Regions from separate parts of the Mus musculus genome. Here regions 2, 3, 4 and 5 are each linked to region 1. The links are chromatin contacts, called in public HiChIP or PLAC-seq and promoter capture Hi-C maps. All regions are on one chromosome and are shown on one strand. The core of a region is the stretch at or near the end of the contact, and the rest is flanking DNA. Distances in the headings are between cores, read along the strand shown. Region 1 holds the start of Pde12 (phosphodiesterase 12). Region 2 overlaps Slmap (sarcolemma associated protein). Region 3 overlaps Slmap (sarcolemma associated protein). Region 4 overlaps Slmap (sarcolemma associated protein). Region 5 overlaps Dnah12 (dynein, axonemal, heavy chain 12).

What was found. Promoter capture Hi-C pulls out the DNA fragments that hold promoters and counts their contacts. HiChIP or PLAC-seq counts read pairs in DNA pulled down with a chosen protein or histone mark.
Region 2: an H3K27ac HiChIP or PLAC-seq map of extraembryonic endoderm stem cells shows a contact between it and region 1. The contact joins the enhancer-like site here to the promoter of Pde12 in region 1. A contact is called at or near these places in 3 of 39 promoter capture datasets (the HPC-7 cell line, embryonic stem cells and liver), 14 of 115 datasets of contacts at active chromatin or transcription factors (the 230-238 cell line, the SCID.adh cell line, bone marrow-derived macrophages and 6 more) and 3 of 9 other capture datasets (adipose tissue, liver and pancreatic islet).
Region 3: a promoter capture Hi-C map of the HPC-7 cell line shows a contact between it and region 1. The contact joins the enhancer-like site here to the promoter of Pde12 in region 1. A contact is called at or near these places in 19 of 39 promoter capture datasets (the 3T3-L1 cell line, the C10 cell line, the HPC-7 cell line and 12 more), 23 of 484 Hi-C or Micro-C datasets (the C2C12 cell line, the G1E-ER4 cell line, Sertoli cells and 13 more), 21 of 115 datasets of contacts at active chromatin or transcription factors (the 230-238 cell line, the HPC-7 cell line, the SCID.adh cell line and 12 more) and 3 of 9 other capture datasets (adipose tissue, liver and pancreatic islet).
Region 4: a contact with region 1 is called in a promoter capture Hi-C map of the HPC-7 cell line. The contact joins the enhancer-like site here to the promoter of Pde12 in region 1. A contact is called at or near these places in 16 of 39 promoter capture datasets (the C10 cell line, the HPC-7 cell line, HPC-7-derived erythroid cells and 10 more), 1 of 15 datasets of contacts at CTCF or cohesin (large pre-B cells), 2 of 484 Hi-C or Micro-C datasets (bone marrow-derived macrophages and embryonic stem cells), 8 of 115 datasets of contacts at active chromatin or transcription factors (the 230-238 cell line, the SCID.adh cell line, T-cell acute lymphoblastic leukemia and 5 more) and 4 of 9 other capture datasets (adipose tissue, liver, macrophages and 1 more).
Region 5: a contact with region 1 is called in an H3K4me3 HiChIP or PLAC-seq map of the SCID.adh cell line, with 12 read pairs. The contact joins the enhancer-like site here to the promoter of Pde12 in region 1. A contact is called at or near these places in 3 of 39 promoter capture datasets (the C10 cell line and hematopoietic stem and progenitor cells), 1 of 15 datasets of contacts at CTCF or cohesin (pro-B cells), 2 of 484 Hi-C or Micro-C datasets (the G1E-ER4 cell line and germline stem cells), 5 of 115 datasets of contacts at active chromatin or transcription factors (the SCID.adh cell line, bone marrow-derived macrophages, effector CD8 T cells and 1 more) and 1 of 9 other capture datasets (liver).

What each region holds. Positions count from the first base shown.
Region 1 is chr14:26,667,448-26,672,941 of GRCm38.p6, forward strand. It overlaps Pde12 (phosphodiesterase 12), which reads right to left and starts at 2,399. Exons shown (of 3, transcript NM_178668.3): 1 at 801-2,399. The coding sequence starts at 2,105. Mir7672 (microRNA 7672) reads right to left here and starts at 2,161; the gene lies at 2,100-2,161.
Region 2 is chr14:26,444,525-26,450,018 of GRCm38.p6, forward strand. All of the region lies in intron 13 of Slmap (sarcolemma associated protein), which reads right to left. Among named protein-coding and RNA genes, the nearest start is that of Gm34223, 43 kb to the left of the region's middle. Within about 2 kb of position 2,192, at least 2 of the 459 cell types and tissues checked have an H3K27ac peak or open chromatin away from gene starts, as enhancers often do. A contact at or near this core is called in extraembryonic endoderm stem cells, where this site is marked.
Region 3 is chr14:26,470,328-26,475,821 of GRCm38.p6, forward strand. Slmap (sarcolemma associated protein) reads right to left here. Exons shown (of 23, transcript NM_001310445.1): 3 at 3,572-3,644; 4 at 37-73. Among named protein-coding and RNA genes, the nearest start is that of Gm24031, 25 kb to the right of the region's middle. Within about 2 kb of position 2,839, at least 1 of the 459 cell types and tissues checked has an H3K27ac peak or open chromatin away from gene starts, as enhancers often do. A contact at or near this core is called in the HPC-7 cell line, where this site is marked.
Region 4 is chr14:26,512,995-26,518,488 of GRCm38.p6, forward strand. The region is part of intron 1 of Slmap (sarcolemma associated protein); the gene reads right to left. It also overlaps the pseudogene Gm2178. Among named protein-coding and RNA genes, the nearest start is that of Gm24031, 18 kb to the left of the region's middle. Within about 2 kb of position 3,012, at least 71 of the 459 cell types and tissues checked have an H3K27ac peak or open chromatin away from gene starts, as enhancers often do. A contact at or near this core is called in the 230-238 cell line, the HPC-7 cell line, bone marrow-derived macrophages and 3 more, where this site is marked.
Region 5 is chr14:26,823,072-26,828,565 of GRCm38.p6, forward strand. It overlaps Dnah12 (dynein, axonemal, heavy chain 12), which reads left to right. Exons shown (of 75, transcript NM_001370884.1): 46 at 1,294-1,488; 47 at 3,823-3,956; 48 at 4,814-4,976. Among named protein-coding and RNA genes, the nearest start is that of Asb14, 69 kb to the right of the region's middle. Within about 2 kb of position 2,825, at least 23 of the 459 cell types and tissues checked have an H3K27ac peak or open chromatin away from gene starts, as enhancers often do. A contact at or near this core is called in the G1E-ER4 cell line, the SCID.adh cell line and pro-B cells, where this site is marked.

The DNA.
Region 1 (5,494 bases), core at 1,149-3,648:
GAACAATAATGCTAACATTGTCAAGTGGCTATGAATCCTGGCTTCATACTTCTTTCTATCTATCTATCTATCTATCTATCTATTTAATATATGTGAGTACACTGTTGCTGTCTTCAGACACACCAGAAGAGGGCATCAGATCCCATTCTATCTATCTATCTATCTATCTATCTATCTATTTATTTAATATATGTGAGTACACTGTTGCTGTCTTCAGACACACCAGAAGAGGGCATCAGATCCCATTACAGATGGTTGTGAGCCACCATGTGGTTGCTGGGAATTGAACTCAGGACCTCTGGAAGAGCAGTGAGTGCTCTTAACCACTGAGCCATCTCTCCAGCCCTTCATACTTCTTTCAACTAGCATAAGGACATTAGGAACATTTTCTCATTTATTAAAAAAGGATAGTATCTGTAAAAACAGATAAGCCAATTACTTTTTCTTACACACTAGTTAACAATAGAGACGAAACATCTTAAAACAGGAGGGACTTAGACTTGGGAGTGCTTTAAAGTGCTCTTAAAACGGTACGTGACAAGTTACTATGTCTACCTGGATTGTAAACACTAAGGAATGTCTCTATTCATCTTGTTGAAGGCAACCTGCGGCAGGATAGGCACACTAGGAGAGGTTAAAATGTGCTGAATTAAGGAACAGGCTACACTTTCAAGATGCTGGAGCAAAAACACTTTAAAGAAATGCGTATTTCCAATGACGAGTACTAATACCCAACCCCCTATACTCCGGCAACCCCTAATCCTGGGCGAGTATGAAGAAAACAAGCAGAGCTACTTGACCTGAAGGACAGATGACCTCTGGAGGACCTTCTCCTGTGCTAATGGGTTCAAAGCCAGCTTCTCTAGTAATTCTTTGTGCAGTGGGTCCGACTTGAGGGCTTCTTGAAAAGAGATGTCATGTTGACTAAGGAGCCTGAACTTGGACTTCCGGTAGAAAGTGGCCAGGCCTTCGTGCTGCTTGATTCGGAACACGCCCTCCAGCCCGAAGGCCTCCAGGGCCGGTACCAAGCTGTCGGAGAACACCGCGCGGTCCACCTCCTGCAAACAGATGAGGTCTGCGTTGTAGCCTGTGAGCTCCTTCTGTATGAGATTCTGGCGGTAGTCAAGCTCCAGGGCGTAGGGGGCACAGTACGGGTACAAGACCGTCCGAGAGAACTCAGTCTGGGCGTACGTGTCTGCCAGGATGTTGTAGGAGACAGTGCGGATGAAAGAGTCCTCCGTCACCTTCTTGGTGTACAGATGTCGATGGTCAAAAGTGCAGGTGCCAGGCCCGGCCTCCACCGGGCACAGGCTTTCTAGCTCCCGGCTTGGCCCGAAGCGCTGCCCATTGCCCGGTGTACAGTGAAGCCGGAGCCGGAGCCCGATGTCTGCATTGCACGGGGTGTAGACGCGCTCGTCCACACCGGTCTCGATCCAAGCTGAAGGCTGCGAAGAGTGAGACGAGGACGCGGGGCCGCTGTCCCCAGGTTCTGCCGCCCCGGGTTTGACTTCCTTGTACCAGCGGAACACGGAGCTGGCGGGATCCCCAAATTCCACGCCGAGTTTGGGGCACACAGGGAAGCCAGCCATGATGTAGCGCGGCAACTGCAGCTCCGTGAAGGTGGGCGGGTTGCGCTCCACCTTGTACTTGACGTCGCCGATCTGCAGCACCGCTCCGTCCTGCCAGGCGTCCACATTGAGCACATCCTCGGCCACCGCCTCCTCCCGGTAGTACAGCTTCACCACCGGCTCGCAGGTCGCAACCGGCTCAGGCCCTGTAGCCTCACAGGCCGCGCCACCGCTCGAGTGGGCTCGGTTCTTCCTGCTCTTCTTGGCGGCCGCTACCTTTGCGTGTCCCTTGAGGGCGTTGGTAGCGATCCGGCTGAGGGCCCGGCCCAGAGGCTCGCTCTGGTCCCTCTGCATGTTTTTGTGGCTGCCGTCGGCCAACGCGAAAGACAGGCTGAGCTTGGGCTCCGAGGGCACACAGCGCACCACCGCGCGCTCCATGGCGCGCACCGCCTCGTGAGTCCCTGCCTCGGCCCGGCTGCGCCGCTCCACCACCGACCGGACCCCACGAAGCGCGCTGCGGCCCGGGAGCCTCCACATGAACCTGGCAGCCGACGAGATCAGAGATCCAGAGTCGCCCGCTGTCAAGTCCACCGGGAGGAGCGGCCGTGGCCGGGTACAAGACCCATTCAGACCGTGGACTTCCGGTCGGCGGCAAGCAGAAGCCGGGGTGTGAGCATCAAGCGCGCGGTGTTCCCGACTCGCACTTTCGCCAAGGCCACTTGCCAGCTCCTTCTTGTCTTGACCGCCGGTCTCGAGTTTCGAGCGCCTTGGTGTTTTTATTCAACATGGGTAAAAGGCGAAGAGTGAAGGAAATATAAGAGTGCCCGAGGGAGCTACCAGAACCCGAAGTTTTGTTGAAAGTGTAGGCTGAGGGCGGGAACAATAGGCTTACGGAACCGGAAGTGACTGGGCGGTGCCTCCGGGAAACACTAGGCTTTCTGTCATTTCCAGTTGCTCCGGTTATGGCTGTGTGTAGGCGCCGGCCTCCTCCCCAGGATTGCAACGTCCGCTCTGCACAGTTGGCGGACCTGTTCCCTGGTCTTTCGAGGTGTGGCGGGTCGAGTGAAGCTAAGCACGACAAGTGTGGAGCTTGTGGTAGCTAAGGAGCTCCGAGCCGCCCGCCGGCTTCTTCCACCAGCTTGTGAGCTCTGAGGATACAAAACACAAGATGCATAATGTACTTGAGCCTCGCGCTTTTGTTGTTGTTAGGTTTTGAGGTAGGTTTCCTATCCGCCTTGGAACCCAGGAAGACTGAGTCAAAGCTACACAGCATAGTAAATGATAGAAAAAGTACAGACATGTTTTCGAAAGCTGTTAGTGGTTTAAGTAGTAAAGAGCTTGGAAGACCTTGTCTTTGTAGGGTTGAAAGGTTTAGCAAATAAAATTATAGGACTCAGGTAAAACTTTAAGAACTCTTTAAACGAAGACGCTAAACCCCTCCCCATTTTACTTAATTTGAAGATTAAATTTCGCCGAGAGTTTTATTTCTTAATACGAATGATCTTGGTTTATTTGTAGACCAAAACGAAGTCCTATCTGACTGGAACAGGGAGCCCCGGGAGTACTAGTCTGTAAGAAAGACCCTTCAACTCTACTGAACTCAGATTGTCAGGCCTGGCAGCAACTTTACCCATTGAGCCATTTCGCCAGCCCAGACCTTTTGTTTGCACGGTCTTTTATTTTTCAAGAAGTATTCTGACAATGTCAAATCTCGTGGAAAGCTTGTTTTTAATCCACAAGCTTGAAAGTAATAAGCAAATGCCTTTTTGTTGTTTTTGGTTTTCGAAGCAGGATTTACTTTGTGTATTCCTGAGATCTGCCTGTCTCTGCCTCCTGAGTGCTGGGATTAAAGGCATACACCACCATGCCCAGCTGTAAATGCCACTACTGAAGCTATACTTTTATTAAATTGACTTATAGCCCCATTTGTAATTATATAATTGAAACTTGAGAGATTAAGCAATAGTATGATTTTGATAATACATATTGGAGGGAAAGGACTAGGAACACTTTTATTTTTAATATCAAGAAACACAAACTGGCTGGAGAGATGGCTCAGTGATTAAAAGCACTTGACTGCTCTCCTGAGTTCAATTCTCAGCAACCACAGGGTGGCTCACAACCATTTGTAGTGAGTTCTGATGCCCTCTTTTGGTATATCTGAAGTCAGCAACAGTGTACTCATACAGATAAAATAAAATTTTTTAAAAAAGAAGAAGAAACACAAACTAAGGGTACAGTTCAGTGATAAGAGTACTTGGCTAGCAATTGTGAGGATTTAAGAAGGCCTTAGAGAAAGAAAGTCTGCAAATAGCATAGTTGGTATAGTGTTTGCCATGCAAGAATGAGGATTTAAGTTTGATCCTTAGAACCCAGATGAAAATGCTAGGCAGAATGGTATGTGCTTCTATTCCCAGCTCTGCGATTACAGGTGGAGCCTTGGGGTTCTGGGCCAGACAACCTAGCCTAAATACAAGCTCCAAGTCAATGAGAGAACCTGTCTCAAAAAACCAGGGTGGTTTTTCCTAAGTAAAGACACTGGAAATTGACATCTCACCTTTACACATGAGCATATGTGTGCATGTTCAACTCCCCAAAACACACAACACATGTGTCAATATAGACACATGATTTTCTTTTAAGTTTCAAATTAAAAGGAAAACTACAAAACTAAGCTAGGCGTGGTGGCACATGTGTTCTAGACCAGCCTGGACTATGTAGTGCTACCTCCAATCAATACGAAAGAAACATACCTATAAGAATCATGTCTACCAAGCCGGGCGTAGTGGCGCACACCTTGAATCCCAGCACTCGGGAGGCAGAGGCAGGCGAATTTATGAGTTCAAGGCCAGCCTGGCCTACAGAGTGAGTTCCAGGACAGCCAGGGCTACACAAAGAAACTCTGTCTCGAAAAACAAAAACAAACAAACAATCATGCCTACCTATGTATCATGTATAAATCTTCCAGTACTCATGTGAAGTCTGGTTTACTCTGATTACTTTCATTACAGTAGATGATATTGGCTGTAAACACTGTTTGCTTAGATACTATTTATACTTAGGGTCAAAATGAAACTGTAGTTTTGGGTGATAGTATTCAGAAGTTTTGAATAGTACTTTGTTGCGGCCGCCAGCAGCTCGCAACATGAACAGTTCGACTGATATGGCTACTGGAGCTGTAAGAGAGGAATCTAGACGGGGCGAAAGAAGAAACGGAGCTAAGACAAATTCATTCTGATCAAAGCTCAAATTTTATTGTCGCGACACTAGTTATGAAGGAAGGGGGAGGAGACCCGATTCCCGCCAAATAATCTCGGGTCCAGTAGAAAGGTGAGCACATGTGTGGCTCCGAACAGCAAAGCGGCAGGTTCCAGCAGTGAGCGTGGCAGAACGAATGAGCAGGAAGCTCCACCCCTGAGCAAGCAGGTTTCAGGCTGGGGGAGGGGAGACTACAGTACTTGTTATCAGTTTGGGTTATTTCCCCACATAATTCAAAAGTCAGGCTTGTGGTAGAGTGTTTGCCTAACAGGCACAAGGCACTGGGTTCAATCTCTAGTACTGAAGAAGGGCTGGGGCATTGCATTCAAAATAATTTCCATTCGCCATTTTATAAAAATTAAAAGAGTCAATTTATCTATCTTTTCCTTTCATCTATTATTTTTCCTTCCCAAACCCTCCATTCTTTTCTCTTTTTTCTCCTTTTTCTTCCTTCTTTTTATTTTTGTTTTGAAATAGGATTTCACTGTGTATCCCCGATTGGCTTTCAGCCCACAGCTTTCCACCTGAGTTTCCTCAGTGCTGGCATTACAGATGTGCAGTAGCATGATCACTAACTTGTTTCTTTTAGGTTTTGTGCTTTTAAAATTTTTGTGACACGCTATACATGCTATTATAATGCTAATAGCAATCAAAATTTATTTGGGGCA
Region 2 (5,494 bases), core at 942-3,441, 220 kb before region 1:
CCAAATAAATATTAAGCATTTGTTCCCCACCCTCCCTCTCTGGCCCTGGCAGGTTATGATCTGTTTCCTATTGCTTGATTTATTTACCCTGTATGGATCATAGAAATGGAACAATAGAGTGTGTGCCTTGGTTTCTGGTTTAGCCTGTGATATTTTAAGACACAAGTCAATGAACATTCAGTGTATCTTCTTAATTTACAGCATAGAATCAATACCTTTCACTGGGGCACTGTCTTACATTCTGTTTTATTCATAAGTATATTCTCTGTGGGTATGTGTGTCCACGTCCTTCCACACATCCCATTTTTCTCACTTCTCTTTTTAAAACATTTACTTTAGAAAATTTTTACTCAAAATTCTTACCATTTTCATTGTCTAGAATATTTACTTTTTAAAAAACCTTTGTACTGATTTTTAAAACTTTAGTATCGTACTCTTGCCTGTCAATAATTTTAATAACTTGGGCTACACCTTTTAAGAGACAATATGTTTCTTGTTTTATTTATAAAATATCTAACTTTCTGAAAAAATTAATTACATTTCTTAAAAGCTTTCTTCTGCTTCGTACATTTTTCCTGTTTCTTCCCTGGCTCATAAAGTCCTGGTTTTCTTATACTCAAACCTGCAAAGTTCTAGAAGCTCTTATGGGACACAGAGCAGTTCAGGAGACTTGTGAGCAGCAGCTCCTGAATGGCGCAGGGTAAAGAAAATAAGGCACAGACTGCTCTTAGGTAAACCCACACCCTTGCTTAAAGCACCACATGGATTCCCGGGTCCTGAGCACCTTTGGCATCTGGGCTGTCTATTCAAAACTTTCCCCTCTACCCCCTGTAGAGTAAGAAACAGAATACAATTCCAAATCTCTCACACCTGATTAACTTTTTTGGAATATTCCAAAATTTTGTTGACACCTATGACTTGCTAAAGTCTCCCCCACCCCTTTGTCCTTGTGACCTAAATCTTTTGTTATAAATGGATTCACTAACTGTATTTAATCAAAAGCTTTCAACTGCCTTTTAAAAACTGTGTCTTTTATTTCTAGGACTGCCCATTCATTTCCTATGCCTGCCCACTCCTTTCTTAGCCTTTCATTGCCTTTTTCTCCATGAGGATATAATTTAAATATGTGTATTTGGCATTCAAGATTTTTTCTAGTGGCAATAGCATTCATCTATTCATTGTATTAATTATCTGCAACTGAACTGTTTTTAATGCTGATGGCAAGTCATATTCTCTCTTAGTTTCCAGAACTCTATTCTCTAACTGCTTTCTAGGTATCTTCATGCAGAATCCCACAGGGACGTAATCTCATTGTGGCTAAAGCTGAGTTTCTATTTTCTTCCTTTCTCCTAAATGATGTAGGTGTCCTTCCTCTCTTGCTCCACTATTCTTTATTCAAATCTCTTTGACGGGATGCTGCAGCTGTCCATTACCTCCACTTTCCTCAATTCACTATAAACTACTTATGGGAACAAAAGGAGTCCTTCGAATATTACTGTGCACCAGGATAACAAAGACACGATAACAAGGAAATTGGTTTAAAGAGAATGGGGAGGTGTGTCAACACAGATCTGACCTAGGCCTCATATCTGTCTGGTTATCATCTCTTCTGGTCTTTCTCAACTACAACGATTGTCTTAAACATCAAAAACTCAGCCAGGTGATGGTAGGTTACACCTTTAATGCCAGAACTCAGAGAGGCAGAGGCCAGCCTGAAGTTGCTCTCAACTTCTAAGAAGCCAGGGCTACACAGAAAAACTCTTGTCATGAAAAACCATAAATAGGGGGGTATCATATTAGAATATATTGCTCAAAACTTTCCCTTTCATTTTGAGAAAGTGAAAAACAAAGCAAACAAAACATAAAACCTCCAACAACACAGAAGCTCTATTGCAATACCTATAATCTACAGAAAGAACAGCTTATGGCCTACTTCCCCTACCCCTCATCAGAGATCAGAAGAAAGAACTTCCATGTAACAGAAGATCCTTTAGATCTTGAAGGAGTTATCTGACTTGCCACAATTGAAAGAGATACAATAGATACAATAAAAAACCAAACCAAGCCAAACCAATCCAATCCACGGTTGGTTTGTTTGATATACTTAAGTATTACTCTAGAGTGGGGATTATTACCATGCTCTTGTTCCTCCTCATTTACTTGAGGCAGGGTCTTATCACTTATCAGCCGTGTTGCTCTAGCAACCCTCTTATCTCAGCCTGCTCACTGCTCAGATTACAGGCATGTGCCACCTCATCTGGATAGTGCCACATTTAGTCATGTGTATTTATTGTGTAAATAACACACACACACAGAGGTTTTAAAAGGTGTAGGTATTTATAAAGTGAATTTCTTTGAGGGCATTGCCCAGTCAAAGAACAGATCCTTTCTATCAACCTTCAAAGGTCGATATCAACTCTCTACGTTCTCTTCCCACAATGGCAAGGACTACCTGACTTTGTAATACTTACCCTTTCATATTTATTTGCTTCCTCCATTTCTTGGTATGTATATGTGTATTCATGTGTGGGTATGTGGGCACATGTGTGCACATGCATGTGAAGGCCACAGATTACACTGAGTACCTTCCTCAGTATTCATGTGTATTCATGTGTGGATATGTGGGCACATGTGTGCACATGCATGTGAAGGCCACAGATTACACTGAGTACCTTCCTCAGTATTCATGTGTATTCATGTGTGGGTATGTGGGCACATGTGTGCACATGCATGTGAAGGCCACAGATTACACTGAGTACCTTCCTCAGTTGCTCTCATATTATTTTTTGAGAGATGATTTCTCATTGAACCTGGTTCTCACCATCCAGCTAGTGCAGCTGGCCAACACATCTTCCTGTCTTTGCCTCACCTTATCTGGGATTACCAGGATGTGTGACTGTGCCGTTTTTTTCTACTGCTACTAGACATCCCTCTGGCCTTTGTGTGTGTGCAACAAGCACTTTGCCAAGCAAGCTATCTCCCTGTGCACTCTTTCGCATTTCTTTAGTCACACTACCCAAACATACCTGACTAAATAAATATAACTTTCAGGGTTTAACTTCCTAAATAAACTACTACAGTGCATATTCTTACATGTTATGCTCTGTCACCCAACAGATCATAGTGCATTTATTCACTAATATTGAAAGTCTTCTGAGTTGTTTCCAGTTTGGGACTATTATAAACCTGCTGCTATGAACATCCTTGAGTTTTAATCTAATTTATCTCCTTGGGCACTTCTATATGGAGCTTATTCTGGGAAGCAAAACTAGCAACAAAATCATCTTAACTACACGAGGGACCATCATCTAAACATTTATTTTAGTCATAAAGTATAGGATGATAAAATTGTAAATTTTAAAATTTTGAATCTGCCAAAACCCTACTGGATGAGAACTAAGCTTATTTCTTGGTTCACAGAAATAAATTATGTACCACATTACTATGTGGTTTAAAATAGAAATAAGGAATAAAGTGACATACTCACAAGAAGACTTTCAGCTGTCTTGGTGTTTTAAAGTTTCTGTTAAAAATATAGCTATTGGACTGGAGAAACGGCTCAGCAGTTAAGAGCACTGACTGCTCTTCCAAAGATCTTGAGTTCAAATCCCAGCAACAACATGGTGGCTCACAATCATCCGTAAGAGAGTGATATCTAACACCCTCTTCTGGTGTGTCTGAAGAGAGCTACAGTGTACTTACAGATAATAATTAAATCTTTGGGCTGCAGCAAGAAGGGCTGGTGTGAGCAGAGGTCCTGAGTTCAAGCCCCAGCAACCCCATGATGGCTCACAACCATCTGTACAGCTACAGTGTGCTCATATACATTAAATAAATAATAAATAAATAAATAAATCTTGAGGGGGAAAAAAAAAGAAGACGACTCAGGTGTGCAAAGATTAGGTTCTTAACACCAGAGACACATTTTCCTTAGATGACAAGGACAACTAACCACGATGCTAAGACATAAGTACAACTAAGAATCCTAGGTAAATTCAGGTTAGAGGAGAACTAGACTATCTGCTCTGCAACTACCAACCCAAAAAATATTTCTAAATCTCAAAACGGAGTTTCATCATGAAATATTGTTATAATAATGTGCTTAATTGCAAACATGCCAGCAATTAAAATAATGTAAATGGCATGCATACTGTTAATTAACAAGTAAAACTCCAGATTCTGAGAAAACAAAGCTAGCTCAGCTGGCTCGCTGCTCCATGCCTAGGAGGGAGGAGGGGACAGTGCTACTCCAGGCAAGCTTCTGCAGCTGTCCCTGCAGAGTCAGACATCGTGTGTCTCCTCCCTCCAGCTCACAAGAGCAGCGAGCTCAGGTGAATATAATCTCAACTCAGCTTTAAAAGTGTCATGAGGTATGTACAACCATCTCATTTTATAAATGAAGAAAGGAAAGCTAAAGGGGGCTAATTTGCCAGAAATCATATGGTAAGTGAAACAAGTCCTCCCAGCATTCCTCTCTAAGATTATAAATGGAAACAAGCCAAAGCCACCTGAAGAGTTGGTTGATTCTGAAAAAGCAAATGCCAAAAATAAACTTACTAAAATTATAATGAAGTTATAATTAAATGAAATTAGAACTAGAATTCAACATCAAGTTGGCAACTAATCTTCCTCAGAGACGGGCAACTCCCAGCAGAAATAAGGCGTTAGAACTTCACAGAAGGGGCTGCACACATGCATTTTAAAATTCAGATTGGTACAGTGGGATTCATTTCTGGTGACGTAAAATCAGCTAAAGGAATTCTTGCTATAGAAGATATTCTGGGAACAGGTTTTTGGTTGGTTTGGTTTTGTTTGAAACGAGAGGAAGAGGAATAAGGAGGAGAGAGAGAGGGGTTCAGAATCAGAACTCGATGAAAACTGACCAATTTCAAGAACAGAGAAAACAGCACTGGCATGAGTTTACCATCATCCTTTTCTTGCCACTCAAGTGCTAAAAGAGCTGCCAATAGCCTTCAATGTATCTAGAGAAGACAAACTAAGAACGAAGAGATCAAATATTAGCAACATCTAACTCTGAGAGAAAGTCTTCCCATGATGGGGATATAAACCACAGAACTACAGTTACTTGATGTTTTCTAATCATAAATAAACTGATCAAGTTTAGAGAAATAAAAAATTTTAAAAACTGAAGTTTAAAAAAATGTATTTGAAGTAGAGTTGGCACTCAGATAACCCTGAGACAGCGTAAACACAGAGTCACCCAGCAACACCTAGTCAGTGGATTCCTTTAACTAAGGGTTCAGTTTCAGTGAGAGTGAGCAAGCCCTAGCAGGAAGAACGTACTAGAAGAAGTGTGCAGAAACAGTGTCTATAATTTCAAAATGAAAATAGGGCAAGGGAAAAAATAGTTCGCAAACCAGTAAGATAAAAAAGTAAACACGGATTAAGAGCACAGAGGCATTAATCTCACTCGGGACACTTGCTAATGCCATGAAGAGTGAGCTGACTCCTGGAAAATGGACAATCCGTCTCT
Region 3 (5,494 bases), core at 1,589-4,088, 200 kb before region 1:
TCCCCAGCATTTGGAAACCAACCATTCACAACTTACTTTGTCTACAGGACTCGGTAATGGAGCATGGATGACACTGCAAAGTAAAGTTTAGAATTTTTATCTCATTTCCTGAAAACAGAGGAAATGGCACCAGAGTACCAGAGTATCTTGTCACAAAATTCATGCATTTGCTCTCATGTAGTTAGAAGACTGGCAATTGGCTTAAGACATTTTTAAAAACCAACTAATACATCTATAATCTACTTTTTACTCATAATTCTTCTTAAAATAAATTTCAGTTCTAGAATGTATTCAGCATCTTTTGGGAACCGACTATTTGAGTGCTATGATAACTCCCTTTTTAAAAAGCATTTCAACACATTGAAGTATCTTTTAAATCATGTATTTTTAATTTGTAACATATAAATTTTAAAAATTAAATAAGTAAAGTTCCATCGGAGAACAAGGTTATAATTTTCAAAGTGCTCTAGTGAAGAACAACTTAAGCTGTAAGACAGTGACAAGCTCTTCACCTAGCCACCGTGGACCAAACCAAAGCTGACGTGTGTGGATGAAACTAAACTCAGTGGAGGAAACACAATAACATCCCTGTTGGGGCCTGATACAGAAAAGCAGCAGCAATTAAGCATAGGAGCTCAGAAAGCCTACCAACTAGACCAACTAGACACTGGCTCTTCTCAGCAGCTAAGTAACTAATCAAGACAGGCTCACATTCCGTACCCATGAAGTGGCCTCACCAGTTAAATGTGCTGATGAAAACAAGTGGCTTTAACAATGCAAAAGTAACCAACCAACTGCCACCTATTCTCATGACAAAGGGGCAACTAAGGAAGCCAGGGCCCCTATTTTACAAAGCCCTGTAAGATGCTATGTGTGTCTTGAAGGCAGATAGAGGGATGTCACTTGCACCTCCTACACTCTACGTCTCAGAAAACAAGGTAGTGACAACCAGCTTGAAGGCTGATTGGTAAAGCATGTGTGAGTGCTAGAAACTGACCTGGTATGGCATATACAGTGCAAAGTTAAGCACCAGCACACATTTTCTGCACACCAGGATATCTTACTACGACTTGACTGAATATGCATAAATCTTTTACCGTATTTATTTGATAACATTTCTGTGTCTTAGGAATTATAATCAATTTACCCCCTGCATCCAGAGTCTATCACAAGGCCCTAAGGAACTTACTACCTAGTGAAGGTTTTTAAAGTTGTAACTACAGGTATTCTTCTTCACTCTATAAAACTCAAATAGATGTCTTAAACATGAGTTAATCTTTCTTGACTGCACAGGCAATATATGTTAGATATGGAATATGTGGGAAATATAAAAAACTAAACTAGAATTATGCAGTCCTAGCATGCAGAGACAACCATTTTTTTATACATCCCTTTTTTCTGTTGATATGTATATATACAGAGACATTAACATAAAAACCCTAAATTAAACAAATAGATCTTTAAAAATCTTTTAAAATAGTGACATAAGAAGTAAGTCTCTTTCCTCATAAAATCTGGTTAACTAGAAACAAACAAACAAACAAAAAACCCCAAAAGGCTTAAAAAAGGTCACATAACATGTATTTGTTTTTTACAGAAACTATATGGGGTATGAGCGTGCTGTTTGAATTGTTGAAAAACTTCTTGTATATACAAAGAGTATAACAAGGAAATGTTTAGAAAGCAAATTATTATTTAGTGTTGTTTGTAAAGCTATAAGCAATTTCTATTTCTTGTTGTAGAAAATTATAAAATATAACAAAACTAAGAAACAGTCAGAACTACCTACTGAAGATCTTAAACACACTATACACTATTTACATAGTAGCCTTGGCATGTATTCAACTATTAATATTAATAGCCCTTTAAGCAGGGGCTAGGAAGACGCTTTAGTAGGTAAAGCCCCACTGCTCAAGCATCCCCAGAACCTTGTAAAAGGTCAGGTGCTATAGCCCGCCTATAACCTCAGTACTTGGAAGGTGAACACAGGTAGATCTGTGAGGCTCACTGGCCCTATCCAATGAGATCCGGTCTCAGAACACAAAGCACACAGCTCCTAAGGATCAACAGCTGAGGTTGCCCTGGCCCTCCATATGCAGGCAACAGACATGCATACAAACATAAACACATGGTCACTAAATGAGAAACAGGTAAAAACTGTAACTATTGAAGGACATTGACAACCATGCCTTAAAGAAGCTGAAAGGCAAACAGCAACAGCAAGGTTGTCCTCTGATTGCCACACAAGCCATGGCACCAAGGTGTGTACACATGTGCACACACATGCACACATACACAAGCATGCACACACAAAGATAAGGCCCACATATTTTATTAGATGGAACCTAACAACACGAAAGACATACATGACTGCTCAAAGCTTTTAGCTCTATCAAAAATAATCTCATATTAACTACATTTCATATCAACTACCTCTATCAAAAATAATCTCATATTAACTACATTTCATATCAACTACCTCTATCAAAAATAATCTCATATTAACTACATTTCATATCAACTACCTCTAAACACTAGTCTTTAAAAAGCTGTGTATCACTGCTGGACTAACTAATTAGTCTATGACTGAAAGTTTACTCCTTGACCCATAAATTAGGCTTCCGCTATGTTAAGTTCTTGAACTTTACTGCAACTTAATAAACTGTAATTACATTTTAGTAAACTGTAATTAAAATAAATGTTACAATCTCTGCCATTCATCATTTGGCCATAAAATTACAGAAAGAAAAAAAAAACAAAACTATAGTAGGTCCTAAGCTGGCGGCCAGGAGAGACTATCACAGCCACAGGAAGGAAGGGAAGGACTCTGCTTTACCTCTTTCCTGCTCAGCTTTCCCTTAAACTCTAGACATTTTGGCACAGTCAAAGTCATGCAAACCACTAGTAAAATATAAACTGTAATGACAGGAAGCTCTTTTGAAGGAGGGAAACAAGCATCTAGCATAGTAAAGGCCTTTCTAAAATTAAAAGAAATAAGCATTAATATTTAAATACTTCCCAGCCCTTTCCATACCTCACAGTGATAATCTGTAAAAAGCACAGGATATACTTATGTTTACATTTTACACTCTAGATTTCATAGCAGGACTTGATATTGCTTCATTTAAAACATAAAATACAACTTTGGGGAGATTATTTTTTAACTCCCATTAAAAAATTACTAACTAACTATATTGACATCTTCAAGTTCTAGAACATAATAACGCCTACATTAACACCACAGGCAGTCACAGTGTAAAATGTCCTATATTATTATATCAAAAGGAACACAGTAACTAACATATCCTAAATATTGCAAAAAGCAACTAATTATACATTCAAATATACATTGTAAAATTAAACTTGGAAACAAATAACCTTTATCTCTGATACATTATTATTTACTAGATTTTCAAATAATATAAAAAAGTAATTAAAACTGAAGTATGTCAAAAGGTACTATATATACTTTTTAATAAAGTAATTTTGTAGATTAACAGCATGTCATCACTCTGAATATTGCCAACCAAGATAATTAATCCAAAACTTCACAGCACTAAATTATACTCACTCTGAACGAAGTCGGGCTTCCATACCATCTGGTAGAAAAAGTTTTATTGTGGAAACAATACACCCATGGGTAACTGGTTAAAACAAATAGAATAGTTGTTTAAAAATATGAAGCTTGGTGGGTCTCATATCTAAATTTGTATTTCATTCATAAAAGTAGTAATTCCTAAAAAAGTAAATACATCTAGTGGTTTAGTGATAGTATGCACTACCTTAGAAAAACTTTCAATTCCTTGACAGACAATGAAAGTCAACTGCCCAATGTACAGAAATAGTAAGAGGAGAGAAACTGACACATTTGTCCTACTTTGCTGATATCACACCTAGTCTACTGCCTTTTAAAACCTAGGCCTTATTCTTAATTCCTCTCTCCAACTATCTCCCAACCACACGCCATGAGACTTGGAAGTCCCTGATGCATACTTTAGATCATGTTATGCACTCTTCCCATGTCAAGGCTGCTGACACTTGAGAGTTCCTCTCTGATTCTCCCTCTATATAGTTGCTCTGACTCACACAGGAGGCTCTCCAGGACAGCTTTCATACAATTGTTTATCCTTCCATCTCCAATACCTTTTGATAAAATCACAGCAGTCTCTCTGTATATAATGCATAATATTGCTTCTCACTCCTTTTCCTACTGAAGGTTTTGATAGACAAGCCTCTCACATATTGCCAATTGTACAGACTATGGCCTTTTATAGAAAAAAAAGTCAAGTTTTGATTTCTCTGTTCTTAAAATACCATATCATTGATGGATTCAACAAATGGGTTAGTTTATTAAACTGACTTAAACCTCATGTAGGCAGACAAAAACAAATTATATAATGGTTTTAAGAGTAGTGCTTAAAGTGACTATATACATCTACCAAAACTCACTGAGTCTTATAAGCAAAATTGGAATATGTGACATATAATAGTTTTATTATATAGTTATATAAAATAGTTTATTATATATTTATATTTTATTATATGCTAATAATGTTATTATATAATATATTGTATAGTATAATAAATGTTATTTATGATATAGTTATGTAATATAGTTCTATTAATATATCAAATTATATCAATAAGACTATTATAACAATAATTATTGCTTTAGAGATATAATATGTTGAACAATTACAACCATATTATCAAGATGATAATACAAAGTAATACGACTATCATCTGGAAATGTATATTAAATTTAAAGAATTTAATGCAGTTTAGTCAATATTTGTTTTCAGTGACTGATTATACACAAAAACTGCTAACACAGACACAGAGCATCTACCAGACAGTCTTCTCAGTTCTGCCTGAAATAGCCATCATTGTCATGAATCATTTGGCCTCTTCTTTTGTGGCCACATCCTCTAATCTACTGCCACAGGTCTCTTATGTATAGGCAGGTTACATGCGATTTCCAAATATATTACTGTTTATGACCCTATTTTTAAATATTATTTATTTTATGTATATGAGTACACTGTATCTGTCTTCAGACACACCAGAACAGGGCATCAGATCTCATCACAGATGGTTGTGAGCCACCATGTGGTTGCTGGGAATTGAACTCAGGACCTCTGGAAGAGCAGTCAGTGCTCTTAACCACTGAGCCATCTCTCCAGCCCAGACCCTATTTTTAATGAACATCTGATCTGTGATGTTCTTCACCTCCTTGCTAATAAAACCAAATGCATTTTTCTTTTTCCTTCATAGCTTCTGCATCAGTCCCTGCCTCCAGTTTTCTTGCCCTGATTTCCCTGTATGATGAGCTACAAGTTGTCAGCTGGAATAAACCCTTTCTCTCCAAGCTGCTTTGATCGTAGTGTTTTATCACAACAGAAATCCTAAGACAAGCTGTGAGTGCTTTTAACCACTGAACCCTCCAGACCCCTGTGCTGAAATTCTTAATTCTCAGCTCAGGAAGACTTTCCTC
Region 4 (5,494 bases), core at 1,762-4,261, 150 kb before region 1:
GTCACATAATTCCATTTAAACAAACGTCCAGATAGCCAGACTACAGACAAAGAAACATGAGTGGCCGCAGGAGTCTGGCAGGGAGGAGGGACCGGGGAGTGAGTACCACACAGTCCACAGGCGCTCTGGAGGTGGACTGACAAAACATTCTGGAACTACCAAGTGGTAACAGTTGTGGACCTCTGTAGATATACTAAACACTGCAGTGTACATGCTAGAAAATTAAAAATAAACTAAAAGTACAGCTAAGAAATACATGAAGATTTAAACTTTGAAATAAAACACTCAGAAGTAGTTAAAACTGTAATTATATGACTTTTGAGAAAGAACTGGGAATATTAAAAGTCAAGGAATAAAAACGAGGACTTTGTGGTAACTGTAGACAATAGAGACAAAGATGGAGATGTCAAACCTGTCAAAAAAAAAATTAAGAACCAGGAAAGAACAGTGCTATGCACAGAAAAGTTTTCAAAGTTCCATTAAAAGCGCATCCTGGGGAACAGGAGTGTAGTGCGACAGCACGCCTGTGACCCTGAGTGGGTCCCAGACCCCTCTCCTCCCTGCTCCCCAATACCCTAAAAGTAAATTAATCTAAGTGCCTGAATTATTCATATGAAAGACTCCCTGGTGACTTTTAAGTATAATTTAATGAAGGATCACATGAGTGATACGGGAGACAGTCAAAGGACAGACAAAGTACATAACAGCAGAGGGGTATGGACAGACTGCATCAAATGCAACACTGCCACAGGACGGTTTTATAGGACAAATGGAGTGTGTTAAATTCCCTAGCAATCATCTGTCCTAGATGAGCTGAGGGGACAGAAGCTGGGTGGTGGCACACTATATGCCAGAATGTCAAGTCCACCGGGCAGAGACGTGACAACCCAGACCTGTGAGGAGCTCAGTGAGTGCTGCACTTTAAAATTGTTACATTATCACACATGGGTCACGAAGTTAGAAATGGAATTTAACAAATGAAAAAACAAAAACAAAAAACAAAAAACAAACAAAAAATAACGAAGACTGAACTCTCAAGTCCGAAACTAAAGATCAGGGAAGAAAAGAATTTCCTTCAAAATACCCATAAGAGTAAACTAAGGAGGCCATCTTACTTTATTGTGTTACTAAATGCAGCTAGCCATATTAATAAATTTCCTTTTTAATATACTACAGCTCAAATCCAGAGTCAGAAGATGCTAAGCAAAGATACTCTTACACTGACATATATTCCTGGCCCTTTGTTATTTATAATGTCATTATATTTTTAAAAAAATACGTGAGTCCACACAATTCTTAAAGAACTTGCTTTTTAAATAATATAACTATAAAATATCCACTCAGAATGGATATTTCTGGAAACACAGAATGCACTGTAGCCAGGCTGAGCGTATAATCAATGACACAGCACTTGTCACATAAAGGCCCTGTGTTCAATACATGACATCTCCATCAAAGTCCACTTAAGGAATATACAATACAAAAAACAAAAAATATGGTTTAAGAAAAAACAAAACAGGTTCTTCCTCTTCCAGGGATAGTGCTTAGAGGCACTCAGTATGGTCCAGCGGTTGACATACTGTCAAAGGCTTTCCTACAATACAGCCTCTAACAAAACGAGGCTGTCTCGAACCCCTGACAACAGGATTGTTTACCTTTATACCAAGAAGGTTGGGAAAGCACCTAAATCTGCATGTGGCGTGTGCCCACTCAGACTGCAAGGGTTGCCTGCTGTGAGAGCCAGGGTAGTCCTTATGCGCTTGTCTAAGACAAAGATGCAGGTAAGCAGGGCCTATAGCTGCTCCATGTGTGCCAAGTGTGTCTGTGACAGGATCAAGCAGGCTTTCTTTATTGAGGAGCAGAAAATCATTGTCAACGTGTTGAAGGTACAAGCACAGAGTCAGAAAGCAAAATAAACATGCAGCTTTAAGTAATTACAAAAACAGAAAAAAGAAAATCAGAACAGACACAATTATCTAAGAAGTCTAAGGAAGAAATGGAAAATCAAACTGTAAAAAAAATTAAGTATTAACCAAACTTAGAACAATAAGCTGTTATGATCTATTCAATATTAACTAAACTTAAAATATATACATACATACATACATACATACATACACCCATGTATCAACAAGACAACCTCCCAACCTAAATTCAAGCCAATCAAAAAGAAAACAGCATAAAGACAACTAAAACAAAGTAAGGACCATTTCTTACTGACTGATTCAGCTCATGTACATAACTTTCACAGAGAAGAAAATGACATTTTTACACTGAAGCATTATCACATATGAAAAGTATAAAGAAACCAGTAAAATCAAAACACTTGTTAACATCACTAAGAGTGCCGCTTTTTAAATATTTGATTAGCATAATTACTATAAATTTTTGCTCGTTAAAGCCAAGTGCTGTTTAGAGTAACTATAGGCATCACTAGTTAGTTCACCTCACTTTTCTTCTGAAACAAGATAGCTGAAGCAACGCAGTTAAAGAAGCTCAAGCTGCGAGACGATTCTGAACACAGCAAAAAGGCAACCACAAACTATCCTCTGTATTTCTCCTATCAGAATGCTTCCATAATCATTATCTGAATCTAATATGTAAAGCAAAATTTGAAATTAGATGATGTCGAATTAATTAATTTTAAATTCAGTAAAGGATATAAATTATGAAACCTTTGCTACACAATAAAATTATAATCTTCTGAGGATGTAATCTGAGCAGTTTAAATGACATGCCAAAAGGCTTAAAGAACGTTTGGAGTTTTCTGGTAACAATAATAGAGGTTCATTTAACAGGGTTTTGAAAATTATATTGAAAACACTAAAATAAACCTTAAAAAGTAGTCGTAATTCAGGAAATGTATCAAACCTTAACTTTCGGAGGGCACTCTCAGTATGTTTTCAAGACTCAGAAAGTCGGTTTCGTGGAAGCCATGTTAGCAGAACTGCACTGTCCAAAGGAAGTGACAGTGCGGATTGTGGGTTTTGACATCCACAGTTTACAATAGATAAACATTGTGCAAAGAAAGAGCTAAAGCTCACCAGAGTCCCAGCTCTGGGCTGCAGATGAAGTGCACGCCTGCGAGCCCAACGCCTGGGAAAGCTGAATGAAAAGTTCACACGCTCAAGATTAAGCTAAACTTTTATTACTGGCCAAATGCAGAGTAAAAGCTGACACAATTCAGCTCTCAGAAAGCCTTTCTCCACAGACTTCACACACAGTAGTTACATACACACTTATATTCAAAGTCTTCTCAAACAATTTTTTTCTCTCAATAGTAATACAAAGTTAAGTTCCAAACTTTTCAAAACTCAGAACATTAAAAAAAAAATTACATAGCAAGATTTTGCTGAAAGGACCCTGATATAGCTGTCTCTTGTGAGACTATGCCGGGGCCTAGCAAACACAGAAGTGGATGATCACAGTCAGCTATTGGATGGATCATAGGGCCCCCAGTGGAGGAGCTAGAGAAATTACCCAAGGAGCTAAAGGGAACTGCAACCCTATAGGTGGAACAACAATATGAACTAACCAGTACCCCAGAGCTCATGTCTCTAGCTGCATATGTATCAAAAGATGGCCTAGTCGGCCATCACTGGAAAGAGAGGCCCTTTGGACAGGCAAACTTTATATGCCCCAGTACAGGGGAAAGCCAGGGCCAAGAAGTGGGAGTGGGAGGGGAGGGGAGGGGGTACTTTTGGGATAGAATTGGAAATGTAAATGAAAAAAACACCTAATGAAATTTTTAAAAATTAAAAATGAAAAAAAACAAATCTAAAAATTAAAAAAAAATTACGAGAACAGCTATGGCTACTGAATTTCTAATTCATGCTGTATTATAAAGCTCAAAATTCCAATATACATAATGATTGAGTCACAATCCATTAGCACAGTATGTAGTTAACTCAGGATTTCAACTAACAAGTAAGCCTATGAAGGAATACCTGAACTGTATGGCATTCCTCACGCCAGACACTCCTGTATATGGACAATTAACAGAGACTTCATGAAAGTAGCAACAATTAAAACTAAGAACAAACAAGTTATCAACAAGTATAATACACAGGCTTTAAAAGCAAAATGCTTAATTATACTCTACACCCCTCAATCAAGCATTTCAGAGTAATTACACACTCACCAACTCACTGAGCCTCCAAATCTATTACTTTGAACATCCCTTAAGTCACTGAGAAGACAGCTCTGGTATAACATGAATGTGGAATTAAACCTCACACTCATGTGTTAAAGAATGGGTCTCACGCAATCTTCCTAGGTAAGATTTGGGGAAAATGATAAGTCATGAGGGCTTTGACAATCAAAAGATTAATCCATTAAAAGATTTTTATGAGAAGATGGTGGAAACTGGGCCTCACTGGAAGAAGTGGGTTACTGGAGGTCAGCTTTTAAGGGGTATATCTTGCACACAGCCTCTTCCTCTAATGTCCTGTTTCCTAGTTGACCTGAGGCAAACAGAGTAGCTTTTCTTACCATGTCTTGGTTCCATGATGCTAAAAACAATGGAATCAGGAAACCAAGTAAACACACTCATAAATACTGTAGAGCTAGGCTGACTGCAGTGCAGTGGTTCAGTTAGTGGAATGCTTTCCTTACATGCACAAAGCCCTGGGTTTGATCTTCAGTACTGGATAAGTGTGTTGGCACATGCCAGTAAGCCCAGTGCTCAGGAGGTAGGGGCAAACCAGGAGTTCAAAGTCATCTTTGGATACACAGTAAGTCCAAAGCCAGGTTTTAATCTGTCATTAAAAGAATTTTAACCTTTTCATTAAAAATCTTTTAATGAAACTAATCCATTAAAAGATTTTTATGGGAAGATGGTGGAAGGTGGGCTATATGATAATCTTATATATTATCATCAACAACAAATAGAGGTCAAAACGTATAATAATAGGATAGTAATAGCATGATTACCTCACCTATATAATTAGTCTGTTTCATAGTCTAGTAGTGCTATGGTTTGGATGCTGAATGTCTACCACAAGCTCAGGTGTTAAAGATGCAATGCAACGGATGGCACTATTGGGAAATAAAGGAACTTCTATACAGTAGGACACACTAGAAGGAACTTAGATCACTGAAAACGTGAACATGCAGAACAGTATGTGACACCAGTCACCTCCTCTTTCTCTTTTATGTTCCCTGGCCACAAAATAAATAGCTATGCTCAACCACACACTCCATGGAAAACAGCAATGAAAACACAAATACCAGGAAATCGAACAATACTTTTGAATGAGCCATTGAAAAAAGAAAAAAAATCAAGGTAGAATATTAAAATTCTTAGAACCAAATGAAAATAACAGCACAATTTACCAGAACCTCAAAGATACAGATAGAAAAGTCCTAACAAGAAAGTTTATATATAAATGCTCACATTAAACATGCAGAGACAGTTCAAGAAAAAAATAAAAACAAAACCTAACAACATACCTTTAGCCAAACTAACAGAAGACCCAAATTTATAAGGTAGAGA
Region 5 (5,494 bases), core at 1,575-4,074, 160 kb after region 1:
ACACTACACCCAGCTCAACTTTTCTCCTATGATGCTCTCTGAGCCTTTGGGTGGGCAGGGCATGATAGAGATGTCCCCTGTAGGTCTGTGAACTCAACAGTATTTTATCCAGGGATGCATTTCTGCATCAACCATGGTCCCGTGCCAAAAGTAACTTTCTCTGATCAAGGTTGAAAGCAGCCATGACTTATGAAATGAGCATAAATATTTAGACAGTAGTTTGACAACAGACCCATTTAACAAAACAGCAGTAGCAGGCTTCCCCTTAGGCGTATGGCCTCGTGAGCCGTGGGCTTTTGATTAGGGTGGGAGGGGGGGGTGGATAAGTACCAGACATGAATCTCTCCTGAGCAGCAGGCCTCAGATCCGATCAGAAAGTGATTGGTTACCCCCATAAGAGCTGTGCTGCTCTTAGACCAGTGGGCATACCTTGTCTCCAGACTACATAGTTTTAAACTTAACGCAATAGACTCAGATTCTATGTATTCTTACATAACTTGATTGGTTTTTTTCCACTTATTTTATTTTGCTGATCTTACCATAGCACATGGTAATGTCTTAATTGTTTTGTTTTTGTTACTTTAGTATGCATATAAACCTAACAGATTTTTCTTATGACACTGTACATAGCTCATCTCCTTCCTCTGGACCTTCTCTTCCCCCAGAAACTCCCCTTTCTACTTTAAATTCTACATTTGAGAGGAAAATTTTTGGTATTTAGCCTATTTTTCTTTCCCTCCTATTATCTTCTTCTCTTCAACCTTTCTGTAGTCTCCTTTCTCCACATTTCTACTGTGGAGAAATTATATTTATTATACATGTGTAATATATATGCACATATAAAATCTTAATTTTGCTTATGAGAGAAAGTATGGATTCAATATTTATCTTTCTGAGTCTGCTTTCACTTTGCTATTTAAAAAGTTATGTAAAATCCAGTATAAATGTTGTAAGGATGTTTTGTGAGTTTAGTTTCTTACTGGTGGGCATTGTAGTAGCTTCTATTTTTCCTCTTGAAACCAATGCTGCATTTAGGCCTACATGTAGTCTTGATAAATTTTTCTGATTAACTTTACTTGGTAAATTCTTGACAGATATTTTATCTTAAATTGCAAAATTATAGTGCAGGCAGAGATTTTTGTAAGCATAAACTAAATCGAAATCATCCCTTTGTCATAAAAATAAAATTTTAATGACAGTTAATGCAAAACTGATATCTAACAGTTGATAGCTGATAATCTCCTTGTAGTAAATCTGTGTTTATTTATAAGGTTTCTATTTTCTCTTCTGTAGGGTGTCCGTCCAGTGGCTCAGGCTGGCAATAAACATGGTGAACTCAGTCCCTTAGCCCTGTTTGCCTTCTTCGTGAACCGTTGCAAAGATAATCTGCACATCGTAGTGGCCTTTAGCCCTATTGGAGATGCATTCCGAAATCGTCTGAGACAGTTCCCATCCCTCATCAATTGTTGTACTATTGATTGGTTTCAGGTTGGTTTTGCTTTATTTTGTTTTGTTTTGTTTGTAATGAGAGAACAGAGTTGTTAATTCTTAGAATTTTATCAAATTTATTTAAGCTTGACTAATATTCAGCAGTTAGTTGACTAATAATTCATTGCTAATTAGTCATTAGCAATGACTAATATTCATTGTTCAGTTAGTATGATGGTGGGAATAGTACTTAGGAGAAGCTCTAGTACTCACTTAGTAGGAGCTGAGAAGATGATGTGTTTCCTAGAAAGAGTTCATAGTCTAGACTAGAAGACATGAAAGACAATAGGCAGGAAAAGGAAGGCACATAACATTGATGTGCAAAGTGTAGACTGAGGAAGAAAGAGAATTTCTAAAGTATTAAGATGAATCAGTTACATAAAAAGGTGATATGGAACCATAAGATAGTGTTTGGGGGGGGAGAATGAATTAACAAAATATGTAATTACCCGCATATATTGTATAAATGGGATTAATAAAACTTCTATTATATAATTGTGTGTCAACTATGTATTATAATAACTAATTAACTCTTCCCTTTGAGGAGTGTGTGTGTGTGTGTGTGTGTGTGTGTGTGTGTGTCCTCCTATAGAGCAGGCCTCCAGTTTAATCAAAAAGTGGCTGAAACCACCATTGGGCCAGTAGCATTTTCCTCTAAGCTACACATGTTTTAATTAATCATTTTTAGTTTAATTTAATTTTATGTGTATGGGTATTTTGCCTGAATGTATGTCAGTGTACCACTTATGCCCAAGAAGGTGGAGAGAGGGCATCAGATATCTGGAACTGAAATTAAAGACAGTTGTAAATGGTTACATAGATTCTGGGAATCAAACCTGGGTCCTCTAGGATAGCTAATGCTCTTAAACACGGAGTCCATGCCTATAGGCCCCAAAATTTAATACAGAAAGGTGTGTGTGTGTGTGTGTGTGTGTGTGTGTGTGTGTGTGTTTGTCTGTGTGTGTGTGTAGAGGGAGGATTATGAATGGGTTTGGTCCCCATGATTATGGAGCCTTAGAAGATCTTCACCTCACAAAGTGGGGGCCTTGAAGAGTGAGTGCCACAGTTCTAGTATGGAGGCCACAAGGCTCAAGACCTTGAAGAGCTCATGTTTTGAGGTCTTCTGAACTCTGAAGCCGACAGTAAAACCGATGTGCCAGCCTGAGGACGGTCAGAGAGGATTAAGTGCTCCTTTATTTGGAAGAAGAGCAATACTGTCCTTTGGTTCAGGACTTCTAATTAAAAGAGGCCTGCTGACGTGAGGGTAGTGGGCTGTGCCTTTGGGAAGCAGAGATAGAGGACGATAGCTGGAGCTACACAGAGAAATCCTGTCCTCAACTCCCCATCCCCAAAAAGGAGGACCTTAAAATGCACACTGCCCTAAAAGGAAAGAATTACAAGCATCTTGTTGAAACTGAGTGAAAGGAAATCTGGAAAATATTCTAACAAAAAAGTAAAAAAGCATAAACTGTTTAATTAAACATTTAAAATGTTAGTTGTCAAGTATCATTGTAGGCACTCCTTGCTTCCATGGGTTTTATTTCTGTCAAGGGTTGAACGGAAGCCAGTAACAGACAAACAAGTAAATGGTGTGTGAGGTATCGGTTAGTAAGTTCTGAAGATAACACTCACCACAAGAGGTCATGTAAATAACAGGAAGAAGGCTGTTCTAGACAGATCATTCTGGGAAGAACTTTATCATCATCTGGGGCATAAACATAAAGGAAGTAAGAAAGTGAGCCACATCACAGTCTGAGAAAAGAAGGTTCTGGTCAGAGGACACAGCAAGAGAAAGGTCCAAGAGCAAGACTGCAGTTGACATAGTTCAGGACAGAGCAGAAGAAAGCACTTCACTGAGGCAGAAAAGATTGGCAAAAAGAACTTTTGGGTAAAAAAAAACAAAAAAAAACCAAAAAACTTCAGTTTTGGAGTTATGATAGGGATTATGAAGGACTTCCAGTGACAGAAATCCAAATTAAAAAAGGGTTTTCTCCTCTTTCTCATATGGGAGAAGGGGCTAGTAGATATTGAGCAGACAGCATTGTCTATAGTGAACATGCTAAAATCAAGATGCCTAATGGACAACCATGTAGAGAGATGGAGAAGGGGATAATTATGTTCTTAATATGCAACAAGTCTTTAGTCCTTATCGTGTGTCCTTGTTTTCATTTTAATGTATAAAAAAATCTAAAAAGCATTGGGCCCTCAGTCTATTTGATTCTCATTAAGCCCTAACCTCTTCATAACCCTAAACTCTTCCCCTAGGTGACATCTCGACGTATATGCCTGCACTGAGGCTGCTCATCTTTAATACATTTTTCTTTCTCTTTCCAGCCGTGGCCTGAAGATGCTCTTGAACGTGTAGCTGTGAATTTCCTAGAAACTCTGGAGCTCACTAAGGTTGAGCGACAAGAGATAGTCCCGATCTGTAAACACTTTCATACTTCCATTATGCACCTTTCAGAAAGGTTAGTAATGATGGTACTTTAAATTGTGCAATTTAAATGCCTTGTATTTTAAGTGCCCTGTATTTTCCACAAAAGTCTAACATTTTGGTGTTATTTCTTTGTCTTCTAATTTTTCTGGTTATTTAATTAATTAAAACCCTCAGCTAACAAGCAATAGAAAGGGAGAATTTATTTTGAAGATCCAAGAATGCCTCACAAAGATCTGGAAAATGAGCAGAAGAAGTTAGAATCTGTTAAAAACACACAATTGTTTTCTGATATGCGTCATTATGTGTGTTCTAACTATTGATCATCAACCCTTGAATCTAGAAGCATGACCTTAAGTGCTGTTGTATTGTGCATAGAGAGTCAGTTGTCCTGCATACTTGGCTTGGACAGTGGTGCCAGGAAGTGTGCTGTAGTCTGCATCCTTGTATATCCCTGTATGTCCTTCCATGTATACAATATACTGGTCTTTTACATTCAGTCGGCATGTAGCATACAGTGTAACTCATACTTGTCCCATTTGCAGTCTCCTTTCCTGAGGCTTGCCTACCTCATACAATAGCTCAAGTGTCTTACAAGGCTAGAGCCTGCTGGCATTTGACACATAGAAAAATAAAGACTATCTTTGTTTGCAGTTATTCACCTTTCATAGGCATCCTTGATTTGTGCTTTTTCAACATGTCATTATTGTCTGATTTTTTTTTTCAGATAAGAACTTCGAATTTCTAGAGTTTCATGATGTTAAATACTTAACATGTTCTTCATAAACCTTAACCTCTATTCATAACTGCCTATCTTTAATGCTCTGCTGAATTTACACCACTGTAAAATCAACTATTAATGCTGTGATCTATTGCCTGACTCTTTTTCAGGTTCTTAGAAGAGTTAGGACGACATAACTATGTTACTGCGACTTCTTATCTTGAACTTATTGGCTCATTTCGGCAGCTTTTAACTAAGAAACGGCAAGCTGTCATGGAAGCAAAACAGCGCTATGTGAATGGACTTGACCAGTTAGCTTTTGCTGAGTCTCAGGTAAAGCTGATAAGCTGTTCAAAATAATAGAATATTCTGAGCCGGGTGGTGGTGGCACACACCTTTAATCCTAGCACTCTGGAGGCAGAGGCAGGCAGATCTCTAAGGCCAGCCTGGTCTACAGAGTGAGTTCCAGGACAGCCAGAGCTACACAGAGAAACCCTGTCTCCAAAAACCAAAACCAAACCAAACCAAACAAACAAACAAACAAACGAAAAAAAAAAAAGAAAGGAAGGAAGGAAGGAAGGAAGGAAGGAAGGAGGAGGAAGAAGGAAGGAAGGAAGGAAGGAAGGAAGGAAGGAAGGAAGGAAGGAAGGAAGAAGGAAGGAAGGAAAGAAAAACTACTGATAAATGTAAGAGCTGTAAGGGCAGCTGTTTACTCTCAGTGTGTTCTGTACAAGGTTCTGGGTTATGTACATCACACCCCTTGCTCCAGTTACTCTTTTACAACTACAGGAGGACATCAGTCTTCAAGTCCTCGTTTTACAGAGAAGTAAGTGTTCAAATGAAGAGATGCT